Linked DNA regions of Sus scrofa: region 2 is linked to region 1. Evidence: chromatin contacts called from public HiChIP or PLAC-seq data. All regions are on one chromosome and are shown on one strand. Each heading gives the region's core, a stretch centred on a gene start, on an enhancer-like site or on the middle of the called end of the contact. The rest is flanking DNA. Distances are from core to core; before and after follow the strand shown. Region 1 holds the start of ALDH3B1 (aldehyde dehydrogenase 3 family member B1). Region 2 holds the start of ACY3 (N-acyl-aromatic-L-amino acid amidohydrolase (carboxylate-forming)).

Region 1 (6,408 bases), core at 1,676-4,175:
CAGGGGAAGGGGGAGAAACGCCTTCGTACCTACTGAGTGCCTACTGCATACCAGGTGCTTCCAGATGTGCTCTTAGGTCACCTCACAGGGCTGCTGGAAGTAGGTCAACACCAATGCGGGGGGGAACACGGGCCCAGAGAGGGACCGTGACTGGCTCAGTGTCACCTGGCAGGAGGGTTAAGGAGCCTGGTTTGAGTCTATATCAGCAGGTGACGTGGTAAGATGCCCTTGGGCGGGTCTGAGGCCCTGGGAGCCAGGCTCACCAGGTGAGGGAGGGGATGGATGGATGGATGGACAGACGGACAGATAAAGCTGTAGATCCGACCAGCCCTCCCTCCCCCACCTCTCTGCTGGAAGAGGGAGGCCAAAGTTTAAAATCTTTTTTTTTTCGGTTTTCACTTTTTAGGGCCACATGTGTGACATACAGAAGTTCCCAGGCTGGGGGTCAAATCAGAGCTGTAGCGGCCAGCCTGCACCACCGCCAGAGCCACAGCAGATCGGAGCCACGTCTGTAAAGAACACCACAGCTCACAGCAATGCTGGATCCTTAACCCACTGAGCAAGGCCAGGGATCGAACCCATGTCCTCACGGATACTAGTCAGCTCTCCTACCGCTGAGCCGCAGCAGGAACTCCAAAGGTGAGAATATTGAGGATCTTTTTATCGATTTCTCCAGGCTAAAACCCAGAGGGGCCGCAGAAGGGCAGGGCCTGGCTGGGCAAACGTGCCCCCTCCTCTAACCCCTGCTCTCTGCCCAACACAGGCCCCACCGCCCCACCTGGGTCCTCAGCAGTGCCTGGCACCCCCACAGCCAGTGTAAGAGTATCTCCACACTTCCCGAGCTCTCTGGGACAGGATAGAACCCCAGGTCCCTGAGCTATGAGGACCAGAGAGGGGAGAGCAGGCCCCTATTCCCCCCCAAGGGCAGAGCCCCCTCAGGCTGGGGGAGCTTCACTCCCAGGCCAGGGTAGGACCCCTGTGCCAGGAGGACAGGCCTCTTCGGGGGCTTCCCAGGCTGTTCCTGAATTTGTGGCAAGTCCAGAGATAAATCTTCCAAGAGGGATCCCCGTCAGAAAGGGCCCCTCAGGACCCTGCAATACCCCTCCCACCCACCAGGACCTCGGCTTTGCTGTGTGGCCTTAGGTCAGCAGCTGCCCCTCTCTGGGCCCGGTTGTTGGTTGACAGCTGCCAGGCTCAGCTCCAGCCCAGCCCCGCCTGACGCCAGCTCTGCCTCTGCCTGGCTCAGCTCCAGAGAGCAGGGCAGGGCTGTCACATGTCAGGCCACGTGACAGAAGGCGGCTGGGGGCTCCATCCCACACAGAGGACGGGGCCTCTGCAGCCCCTCACCCCTGTCCCAACTGGCTGACATCTCCAGGGGCTACCGGAGCAGATGTGGGCCAGGAGGGCTCTCCTGCCCTCCCAGGTAGGCGAGGGCAGCGGGGAGGGCGGGGGCAGCAAGGAGCATCTCCCAGGTGCCCGGCTGGCCCAGAGGAGACTCGGGGCACCAAGGTGGAAGGGCGGCCCAGGGCACCAGGCACGCAGCGCTGGCACAAAGGATAGGCCTGTCCTCACACCTGTAACCTAATCGCCTGCCTGTCTGACACCAGCACCTGCCCAGGGATCATCCCCCTTTTGTGCTCTGACAGGTGTGCCCAGGCTGGGGCCGGGAAGGCAGAGGATCAGACACACAGAAACCTCCATGGCGACACTTATCACAACAGCTGACCTAGAAGACAGAGGGCGGAGCTCGTCCCCAGGAGGTGGGAGGGGACATCTGGGGATGCACACAGCCCCCACCCTGAGTGACAGCCTTCCCATGCGGGTCCCAGCCTGCTGCTCATGCCCTGTGTGATCAAGTGCTGTTCTCTCTCCGGACCTCTGTTTGCTCGCTGTAAGACGTCAGGTTGCAGGGGTGACAGGCACTACGACTCGTGCTAGATGAGGCAGTGCTGATGGACACAGCCACGCAGAGGGCAGGGGACGAAGCCTGTGGCGGCCTGGCCCTAAGATCATACCTCTGGACTCCAGCTGCCTTTATTTTTCTTGGGTTTGTTTTTTAAAAAGTTTTATGGTCACACCCGCAGCACATGAAAGTTCCGAGCCAGGGATTCAATCCGAGCCACAGCTGCAACCTATGCTACAGCTCCAGCAAATGCCAGGTCTTTAACCCACTGCGCTGGGCTGGATATTGAACCTGCACTTCCGTAGTGACCCAAGGCGCTGCAGTTGGATTCTTTTTTTTTTTTTTTTTTTTTTCTTTTAGGGCCACACCTGCAGCTTATGGAAGTTCCCAGGCTAGGGGTCGAAATCGAGCTGCAGCTGCCGCCTATACACGATAGCCTCAGCAACGCGGATCCTTAACCCACTGAGCGAGGCCAGGGATCAAACTTGCATCCTCGTGGATACTAGCAGGGCTCTTAACCTGCTGAGCCACAACAGGAACTCTCAGTCAGGTTCTTAAGCCACTGCACCACAGAGGGAACTCCTCCAGCCATCTTTGCATCTGACCTCTTCTTTTTGTAGATGGGAAGCCGAGGCTCGGAGGACTGGGCGTTTTGGGAGCAGGGCTTTCCCTGCTACTGCAGGCCACTGCTCCCAGCCCACATCATAAAACCCAGGCCACGTCCCCAGCCACATCATAATACCCAGGCCACTGCCCTGGGCTCTCCTCCACCTCTGGCTGGGCCTGGGACCCTTCCCATGAGCCTGGGGTGGACCCCTCAGCTCTGCATTCCCTGAAGACCTGGTGCTGGCCCTCTCTGGGCCCTGACTCCTTCTCTGTGGTCCAGGAAAGAGGCCCCTAAGAGAAGTGGTGGTGAAATCTCAGCCCGTAGGCTCCAGCCAGCCCAGAGTCAAAGTCAGGCACGAGGCCAGGGCAGCCCCGCCCAGGGGTTGGCCCAGCCACAGACATTTCATAGCGGAAGGGCAGCTGGGCAGAGCAGGGCCAAGCAGGAGGAAGGGCAGCCTGGCAGGTACTCAGGTACGGTGTTCTGCGGAGGCTGGGGAGGTAGCAAGGAGCAGTCAGGGACCTGTTGGCTCGGGGACTCTGGGCTGCTGTCAGTCCTGGCCGGCCTGGCCACTCACAGCTGTGTACAGAGACCAGCTTTGTCTTCTCGGAGATTCTCTGCCCCCGGAGAGAAAGGGGAAAGAGGGAGGACTTCCCTTTGCCCCAGCAGAGGAAGGAGGCGCAGGGGAGAGGCCCCGGAGTCCCTTCGGCCTGCCAGCACCCTTGTTTTGTCTGAGCTGGGCTGCCCTCCCTCCTCTCCCTCTGGTTAAGCACATCCTGTAAGGGAGCCGGGGGCCCCAGCTCTGGCCTCCGCTGCCCTGGGGGCTCAATCATCCGTTTGGTGACGCTTATCTCCTGGACACTCGCCCCGCGTGCCCGCTGTGCGGGTGGGGTTAAGCAGCAAGGGATTCCGAGAGATCCCGTTCCTGGGAATGGACTCTGCCAGGGTCCGGGAGGGAGGGAGGGACTAGCCGGCCGCCCGCCTTGCGGAGGGCCTGATGGATACCAGAGGAGCTCCGGTGGAGCCTCTCTGCGGTAGGGCCGGGGCTGGCTCACCTCGGGACCTCACCTCCAGCTCCCCACAGTGGAAGGGAGGGCGCTGCTGCCCAGAGTTCGGGAGACCTTGTGAAAATCCAGGTTAAGGCTACAGGGAGGGAGATCAATTAGAGGCCCTTGGGTATTGGCACCTGTGACCTCCCCTTCTGATGGCCTGGTGGCGGCGGTGGGGGGGCGGGGTCCCCTGGACCCTCAGACCACCGCATTCTCATCTGTCGCTTTGGCCAGCTCTGCATCCCTGTCCCCACCTGGGTCTCAGGTTGAGGTCCTTGCCTCCTGGTGTCCACCCCGGGTCAAGACCTCCTGGTGTTCCCACCCCAGGCCCTCCTCCCTGGGGCCCCCTGGGCTCAGCTGTCCTGTCTGAATACCCATCACTCAGAGCCGTTCACCAAGCCCTGCCACCGTGTCTTCTCCCCATGGCACCGCGCGATAGACACCATCCCCACGGCCCCACCGGGAAAAGTGAGCCACAGAGAGGCCAGGCAACCTGCCCAAGGCCTCTTGGCTAATAAACAGAGTTGCTAGGATTCGGCGCCAGGTCCTGCGACCCCTGACACTTGAGACAGGGAGTGTGCGCTTGGCAGGCCTGTGGTATAAGTGGGGAGACCGAGGCTGAGACACCGAGAGAGCAGGCAGGGCGGGGGCTGGGAGAAGAGCCGGGGCCAGTGCCTTTAGGTAGCTCATCAGTGGGACTGGCCAGGGCGCAGGGGTGGGGCTCGGGCCCCGATACCCAATGATGTTTGGAGCCGGTTCATCTGAGTGCCCACCCTGTCTGTCACCTCCTCAATGCCACACGACCTGGACCTCAGCTTCCTTCAGGGGGAACCATCAGAATGCCATGCTGCACCTACCTTGGGCACCCACGCTGGCACAGTGCCTGGCACAGTCAGCGCTCGGTCATTATTATTATAATAAGAGAATCCCCGACTCATGGCCTTGAGGGAAGGTGGCTGGTCCTCGGGGCCCAGGGGAAACAGACCTGTCCCTTGTCATATCAAGTGACTTAGCAACTCCCAGTGAGGTGGCTCAGGGCCCCCAGGCCACCAGATGCAGGAACCCCCTCGCTTGTGTGTCCTTGCGAGGTCCCAGGCCCAGGGTCCCCCCAGGTCCCAGGCAGATGTGGCCTCAGCTCCTCCCTCTGCTTCCCTGGGTTGGATCCAACTCCCTGCCCCCCAGCAGGCACCCCTGGGGGCCTCAGTCCAGAGTGACCAAACCACAGGGGGACGTGTTGTATGAGTTGGCCTCAGTGTTGCCGGGAGAGGCTGCTGGAATGTTCCAACCAGACCTCCACCCCCGCAGAGCTCCCCACCCCGTGCTTACCCAGAGAGGCACCGTTCAAGTTACGTGCCTTGCATTTTTGTGGGCTCTGCAGAGGCGCTTAGGAAAGGGCAGAGGGCCCTGGCAGGAGGGGAGGGCGGGCGTGGCTCGCGCTCAGATCCATCAGCAAACGTCCGAAGGTGAGAGAGGATCCGGGAGGGAAGAGGGATGAGTGTTTGTCGAGTCCTTGGGAAAAATAACCACAGCGGACTGCTCGTGAGCTCTTCCTCTGTGCGCCCTGGCAAAGGCTCCACGCGGTGTTGCGTCATTTCATCCTCGGGACGGTAGCAAGTGCTGTCAGCGTCCCCACGTGGCAGACGAGGAACTGAGGCAGAGAGAAGGCGAGTGACTTGCTCAGGGTCATGCAGCCAGAAGAGATGCGAGCTCGGATGACGGTGCTAGGGGTCGGCCGGGGCTCTTGGATCCTGGCTTTGACCCTGGCCGGTATGCCTTCTCCTCGGCCGGAGGGCTGGAGTGGAGGGCGAGCCTGGGGCCAAGAGGGGCTCCGAGGATGTCCCCCTGCTGCTGTCATCCTGTCTGGGGAACATGGTGCCTGCCCTGAGCCCAAGACAAATGCCCAGGGAGCAGGAGGCCTGTGGCGTCAGTTTGGTCCTGCCAACACACCTATGGGGTCAGCGTAGGACTCTAGCCAGGCTCTCGGCACAGAGTACCCACAGGCCAAGCCGTCCTATTGGTTGGAACGGCTTGAGCCTCAGGGCCATGGAGCCTTCCAGAAAATGTAGGGCCATGATGGCATTAGCCACTTAAAAATAACGGCATGGGCTTGATCCCTAGCCCCCATCAGTGGGTTAAGGATCCGCGTTGCTGCAAGCTATGGTGTAGGTCGGCAGCTGCAGCTCTGATTCAGCCTCTAGCTTGGGAACCTCTATATGCTGTGGGTGAGGCCCTGAAAGAAAGAGGAAAGAAAGAAAGGAAGAAAGAAAAAGAAAGAAAGAAAGGAGGAGGGAGGAGAGGAAGAGAGAGAAGGAAGGGAGGAAGGAAGAAAAAGAAAGAAAGAAAGAAAGAGGGAGGGAGAGGAAAGAAGGAAGAGAAGGAAGAAAAGGGAAAAAATAGCTGGCAGGAGCTCCCTTGTGGTGCAGCGGGTTAAGGATCCATTGTGGTCACTGCAGCAGCTTGGGTCTCTGCAATGGTGTGGGTTCAATCCCTGGCCCAGGAAATTTTACATGTCTCGGGTGCAGCCAAAAAAAATAAATAAATAAAGTTGGCAGCCTTGGGGGCACGAATGCAGGCCCTGGGCTCAGAACTGGTCAGCATGGTCTCATCCTTGATAAATACTCTGTCAACTGGTAGGTGGAAGGGGGACCCTAACAGAGGAGGCGATTGGGGCATTAAGACCCACATGATGGGCGTTCCTGCCGTGGCTCAGTGGTAAACGAACCCGACTAGGATCCATGAGGACACGGGTTCGATCCCCTGGCCTCACTCAGCAGGTTAAGGATCCAGTGTTGCTGTGAGCTATGGTGTAGGTCACAGATGCCGCTCGGACCCTGTGTTGCTTTGGGGGTGGT
Region 2 (6,408 bases), core at 1,361-3,860, 45 kb before region 1:
AGGCAGGAAAGCCATGCTGGGAGCTCGACCCTCCTTGGTCCCTGGGCCAGGCCCTTTCCTCTCTGGGCCTCAGTTTCCCAGCAAGTTCCCGAGGGCCTCACCCTGGTTGAACAGGTCGATGAAGCCCAGAGCTTCAAGCTACAAGTGCCCTCATCCTGGTGAAAAAGTTGGCCCCAGCTAGGCGAGCGCCCAGCTCCGGGGCTGAGGACAGAGAAGAAAGGGGTCAGGGGATACCCGAGAGGCTGCGCTCCAGACCTAAGGCTCCTGACCCCGCCCATCTCTGGCCCCGCCTATTTGGGCCACGCCCACTTCTCCCGCGGTCACTGCCCACACCTCGGTTCTTAGCTACTGAGTGTGCGCTGTAACTTTCCTCTTCCGGTCGATGATGCAGGAGGACCTGGGTAGGACCGTTCAGTGCTCTGCAGCTGGGACCGGGGGTGAGAAACAGCTGAAGCAAGGGTGGGATGAGGAGGAAGAGAATGGAGGGCGCACCCTCCTCCCTCTGCCTTCCTGGGGGGGGCAGGCGGGGGACCCAGGGGACGGACAGCAGATGCCCACCTGGAGCACGTGCAGGTGGCAAGCCCTGGGGATTGAAGCCAAGCAGGGGAGGCGCCCTCACCATCCCCTCTGCCCCCTTCCGCACCCTTCTCTGCTGTCCTCTGGGGAGCCAGGGCCACCTGGCGTGGTGGCACAGGTGCATGGCATAAACGTTGTGGGTGCCGCCCAAGATGAGGCCGTGGTGTTGTGAAAGACACATGAAATAGAAGGCCCAGGTGTTCCTGTTGTGGCTCAGTGGGTTAAGAACCCAGCTGGTATCCATGAGGATGCAGGTTCGATTCCTGGTCTTGCTCAGCGGGTTAAGGTTCTGGTGCTGCCGTGAGCTGCAGCGTAGGCCACAGATGCAGCTCAGGTCTGGCATGGCAGTGGCTGTGGTGTAGGCTGGTGGCTACAGCTCCAGTTCAACCCCTAGCCTGGGAATTTCCATGCACAGCACATGTGACCCTAAAAAGAGAAAGAAAGAAGAAAGCCGGGGGCGGGGGGGGGGGAGAAAGAGAGAGAGAGAAAGGAAGGCAAGAAGGAAGAGAAGGCCCAGCCTGAGCCCCAGCAGCCGGTTCATTTCTTGGGCCTTTGTCATCTCCAATGTGTCATTCAGAGTGGCCCTGGCAGGCACCAGCGGTCTCTGTCGGTGACAGAGGTTCAGTGGAGAGGGAGGCAGCCTCTTGCTGAAGGCAGCCACTGAGACCCTGCAGCAGCAGCTTACGGGCTCATGGGGGCGCCGTAAACCCTAGGTCTGGCCCTAAACCCTCAGCCTGGCCCTGCCCACCTGCCTTGTCAGCTCTCACACCTCCAAGCCCCGCGCTGGCCTCACCTTCAACCTTGAGCCTGCTGCCCGGTCTCTGGAAGCTCCTTCTTTCCTCTCTTCACCTGGTTAATTCATACTCACCTCCCCTTTTTTTTCTTTTTCGGCCTCCCTGTGGCATAGAAGTTCCTGGGCCAGGGATCAGATTTGGATCCTTTAACCCATGGTGCCAGGCCTGTGTCCTGAACCTGTGTCCTGTTGCCGCAGAGGCATCACCGATCCCATTGCGCACAGTGGGAATTCCTAGACTCACCCTTTGAGGCTTGGCTGAGATCCCGCCTCCTTCAGGAAGCCTTCCCTGACTGCCCCTGGCCAAGTTATATCCTTGCCCTCACCTCTGCATTTAGCCTCCTGGTTTGTGGCTGTTGGGTCCATCCTCTGTCTCTTGCAATAAGCTGAGGACAGCGCCTTGGTTCGATTCCCCATTCTCTCACCCGAGCTGGCCAGAGCTCGGCTCAGAGAGACGCTGGGCCAGTGTCCATTGAAGGCAGGTGTAAACAGTGGTTGGGTAAACACAGCCGGTGGGGCTGACCTGAGGCAACCCCAGGGTCTAGAGAACACAGAGGAGGGCCCATCTCAGCCTGGGATCAGGAAGGTCTTCCTGGAGGAGGTGGCATCAATCGGGATTTCTCTAAACTGAAAATGGAGAAATGGGCATTGCAGGCAGAGGAATGCCCCCTGAGGAAGGAGCTGACGAGGATGTGGTCAAGGTTACTGCCCACTTGGCACCAGATGGCTGTGACCCCTGGCTTGGCTGGCACAGGCATGGAGGCGAAGCTGGGTTTCTGCAGCTCCCCTGGGGCCGGAAGCAGTGCTGGGTCAGGTAGACCCCGGCCATCTCATTGCCATGGGTGCCCGGGGTCACTGCCACTTGGCGCAGGGCCTCTCAGGGCACCAGCAGCGAGCCCATCATGGTGTGAGGTGACGCCACTGGTGGGTGGGCCTGCAACCTCGGAGAGAGCTGGGCTGGCAGTGGTGAGCTGCCTGAGGCTGGAGGAGCCCAGGCCAGGCAGGGTGGCTGGATGTCAGCTCGGCTTTGTCCCCCCTGCCCCTCAGTGGCCCAGGTGCCAGCTTGGTCCCTCCTGCAGCCCCTCTGTTAGCATCCTTCCCTCGCGGGTGAGCACTGCCCACCCCCATCTTAGGAAACCACTTCCCTGCTCCCTTTGGAGAGAAGGAGTTTCTTTCTCCAAGTTTAGAAAAGGGGCCCAGACTTGGGGAGACGGATGGCACTCCCTTAGCAGAGGGCCGTGCTCCTGTTTTACAGATGCGGATGCGGGCGCGGCTGCGGAGCGGGCAGTGTCACGGGAGCTGGCTGTGGAGTGTCGGGTTCCAGGCGACTCCGGCTCCCTCCGGCCCATCCCTTGTGCTCCTCTGAGCTGGTGCTGGGGCCTTAGGGAGGGGCCGTAGGGTCTCAGCTTCCTGGGCTGAGCTGGGCATCTCCCAGACTGATGGGTATTTATGGGCCAGGAGATCCCAGGGCAGGAAGTGTTTGTGCTGAGTTGGTGGAGAGGAGGGGACGGGCGGGATAGGGGTGGGGGGGACTGAAATCCACCCAGAGGAGCTGCTGGGGTCCCTGCTGGTTCTACCTCACACAGCTGTCATAGGCCAGCGAGTCCAGGTCTTGCAGCCAGGCTCCCGCCCTTGCCCTTGGCCCCTCCTCTGGGAATCAGAACATCCGCACCTCTGGGGGGGGGGGGCGCTTCCCTGGGGAGATGCGCATGGCCTTGGGAAATTACTTGCAGTGACTCTTTAAAGCTTCAGATGGGAGTTCCCACTGTGGCTCAACGGGATCCGTGGCATCTCTGCAGCACCAAGATGTAGGTTCGATCCCCAGCCCAGCACAGCGGGTTGCATGATCCGATGAGGGCGGCAACTGCAGCTCAGATCTGATCCTTGGCCTGGAAACTCCATACGCCAAGGAGCAGCCAAAAAAGGATCCCTGGCCTGAGAATGCCATACGCCTGGGGGCAGCCAAAAATGGAAAAAAGGGGGGGCTCCTAACCCCCACTGGCTCTGACAGCCCTCCCTGACAGGCTGTGTGACTTGGGGAGAGTCAGTGGCCCTCTCTGGGCCTTGACTCCTGCCTGTGAAATGGGGGCGAGGCTCCCTCCTGGGCCCAGGGAGCCGTGAGAAGCGAGGGGCAAAGGGTGGGGCAAGCTTGGAGAACAGGCATGCGCAGAGCAGACCCTGGTGTGACCGAGGGTGGCGGCGTCCTGAGTACCACGGGGTCCAACTTCTTCACTGCAGGTGGGGAAACCGAGGCCCGGGAGGGCCAGGACCTGGACCAACCCATCTAATTGGAAGGCTTGTCTCGGGAGAGCCGCGTGAGCTGGGAGCCAGACCCAGGGTCTCTGGAGTGGCTTTGGGACCCTCTGTCCGGTGGTCCACCGTCCTGACCAATTGACTCCCCCTCCTGCTGGCCCCTCCCAGCGCCCTCATCACATCGCCTGTTCCTCCGTGCACCCCGGAACCACCCTGCCCCTCCTCCCTGCTGGCCTGGTGTCCTAGGGTCGGGGTGGGAGGAGGACTTACCCATATTGTTATTTTTCTTAAAGGCCCACTCTGGACAGTGGAACCAGCACCTATGGCTGAAGCGGTGCCCTGAGCCCTGAGAGACCCCAGGACTACCCCCGAGCCTCAGGGCAGCAGTGTGCCATGATTGCTGGATGGGAAGAAGCTGCTGTCACAAACCTTGGGGCTGTGACAGAGCCCTGGGAAGCTCTGGGAGATGTGTGGCCAGGGGGAACTGCAGCCAGGGCCTCGGCCCAATGCTGGCTCAGTGCGCATGAGCGTCTGGACCCCACTGTGTCTCGGGGTGGGAGCCCCTGGCCCCAGACACAAATGATCCCATCTGACACGCTCACCAACTGTAAGAAGTAGGTGGGAACCTCATTCTGCAAGACACGGAGACAGAGGCTCAGAGAATTTAAGGGGCTTTGCCCGAAGGCACACAGTCACAATATGCCAGTGGAGCGATGCAAGCCCAAGCTTTTCGGTGGTGGAGCACCCACAGGGATGCGTAGGGCGCTGGGTGAGCCAGCTGAGGGCAAGACCACACACACAAGCTCGTTTCGTCCTCACCAGATCCCTGCGAAGCTGGTTCTGACAACCCGAGTCCACACAGCCCGTATGTGGCAGAGCCAGGCCACAAACCCAAATTTGCCCTTGACCTCGGCACCGGTGGCCTGGGGTGGGAGAGGGGCAAGGTACACAGGCCCAAGCGAGAGTGGAGGAAAGGCCATCAGGACTGCAGTGTCATTTGGGGATGGCCCTCCCACCCTAGTGTCCCCCAGAGCCACTCTTCCTTGGAGGCTCGCTGAGCCACAAAAGCTGATGACCAGGAGGGCGAAGGGAGGGAACAAGATTGGTGTGGCGAGGGCAAAGAAGTCCCCAAAGAGTCTTTGAGGAGCTTTATGTTCTTTTCTTTCGTCACTGTACCCATTGCCCAGACTGTGGCCAGGAGACCCTGTGATCTCCCCAATCCCTCTGGCTCTCTCTTTTCAGTCCAATAGTTATTTTAAGGAATCAGCTTCCCAGGACAGAGGTGAGGAGATAGCAGTCTCTCTGACCCACGCTCACTGGTCACTCAGCTTCTACCTGGGCCACCTGCCCATCCATCTGTGTACACAGCCACCCAGCAGTTATCCATTGTGTCATTCATTCAGCCATTCAGCCGCTCAGTTGCCCTTTTTTTTTAATTTTTTTAAAAAATTTTATTTTTCTCACTTGCCCTTCTACCCACTCATTGTCTTATCCATCCATCCATCCATCCAACATCCTTTCATCCATCCACCCACCCTTCCATCCATCCACCCACCCTCATATCTCCACCACCCTTCCACCCACCCACCCTTCCATCCACCCACCCTTCCATCCATGCATCCTCCATCCATCCATCCATCCACCCATCCATCCATCCCCATCCATCCATCCATCCACCCACCCACCCTTCCATCCATCCACCCACCCACCCTTCCATCCATCCACCCACCCACCCTTCCATCCATCCACCCACCCACCCTTCCATCCATCCACCCACCCACCCTTCCATCCATCCATCCCATCCCATCCATCCATCCCACCCACCCTTCCATCCATCCATCCATCCATCCACCCACCCACCCTTCCATCCATCCACCACCATCCACCCACCCATCCATCCATCCATCCACCCACCCACCCTTCCATCCATCCATCCATCCATCCACCACCCACCTCCATCCATCCACCCACCCACCCTTCCATCCATCCATCCTCCATCCATCCATCCTCCATCCATCCATCCATCCATCCATCCACCCACCCACCCTTCCATCCATCCATCCATCCATCCTCCATCCATCCATCCATCCATCCATCCACCCACCCACCCTTCCATCCATCATCCTCCATCCATCCATCCTCCATCCATCCATCCATCCATCCATCCATCCATCCACCCACCCACCCTTCCATCCATCCATCCATCCATCCTCCATCCATCCATCCATCCATCCATCCACCCACCCACCCTTCCATCCATGCATCCTCCATCCATCCATCCTCCATCCATCCATCCTCCATCCATCCATCCATCCATCCACCCACCCACCCATCCATCCACCCACCCTCATATCCATCCATCCACCCTTCCACCACCCACCCTCCATCCACCCACCCTTCCATCCATCATCCTCCATCCATCCATCCTCCATCCATCCATCCATCCACCCACCCACCCACCCTTCCATCCATCCATCCATCCTCTCACTTCCTTATTCATCCTTTCCTTCACTCATTTACAAGCTCTTTGAGCCTAGGCGTAAGCACCTTCTTTGAGTCTATCCTGTACCTTTTTGAGGTCAGCCATTCCCAACAATTGCCAGGGGAGCAGGAGGGTTGTACTTTCCTTCTTTCCACGTCAGGCCAGTAGCTCAGTTTTCCCACACTTCTGAGCGGGGAGGATCCCACTGAAGCAAGGCTGGGTGGATTAGAAGTGGGCTCCCAGGGTGAGGACGAAGGAAAGATCAAGAGCCTGGTCACAACAGATCAGATATGCTGTCTACTGA

What was found. HiChIP or PLAC-seq counts read pairs in DNA pulled down with a chosen protein or histone mark.
Region 2: a contact with region 1 is called in an H3K27ac HiChIP or PLAC-seq map of alveolar macrophages. The contact joins the promoter of ACY3 here to the promoter of ALDH3B1 in region 1. A contact is called at or near these places in 4 of 5 promoter capture datasets (fetal liver, fetal skeletal muscle and liver), 21 of 47 Hi-C or Micro-C datasets (alveolar macrophages, blood, brain and 12 more) and 1 of 2 datasets of contacts at active chromatin or transcription factors (alveolar macrophages).

What each region holds. Positions count from the first base shown.
Region 1 is chr2:4,884,062-4,890,469 of Sscrofa11.1, reverse strand. It overlaps ALDH3B1 (aldehyde dehydrogenase 3 family member B1), which reads left to right and starts at 2,925. Exons shown (of 9, transcript NM_001315593.1): 1 at 2,925-2,980.
Region 2 is chr2:4,929,038-4,935,445 of Sscrofa11.1, reverse strand. ACY3 (N-acyl-aromatic-L-amino acid amidohydrolase (carboxylate-forming)) reads right to left here and starts at 2,610. Exons shown (of 9, transcript XM_021083255.1): 1 at 2,174-2,610; 2 at 1,951-2,171; 3 at 1,052-1,285; 4 at 310-448; 5 at 137-201; 6 at 102-135. The coding sequence starts at 2,273.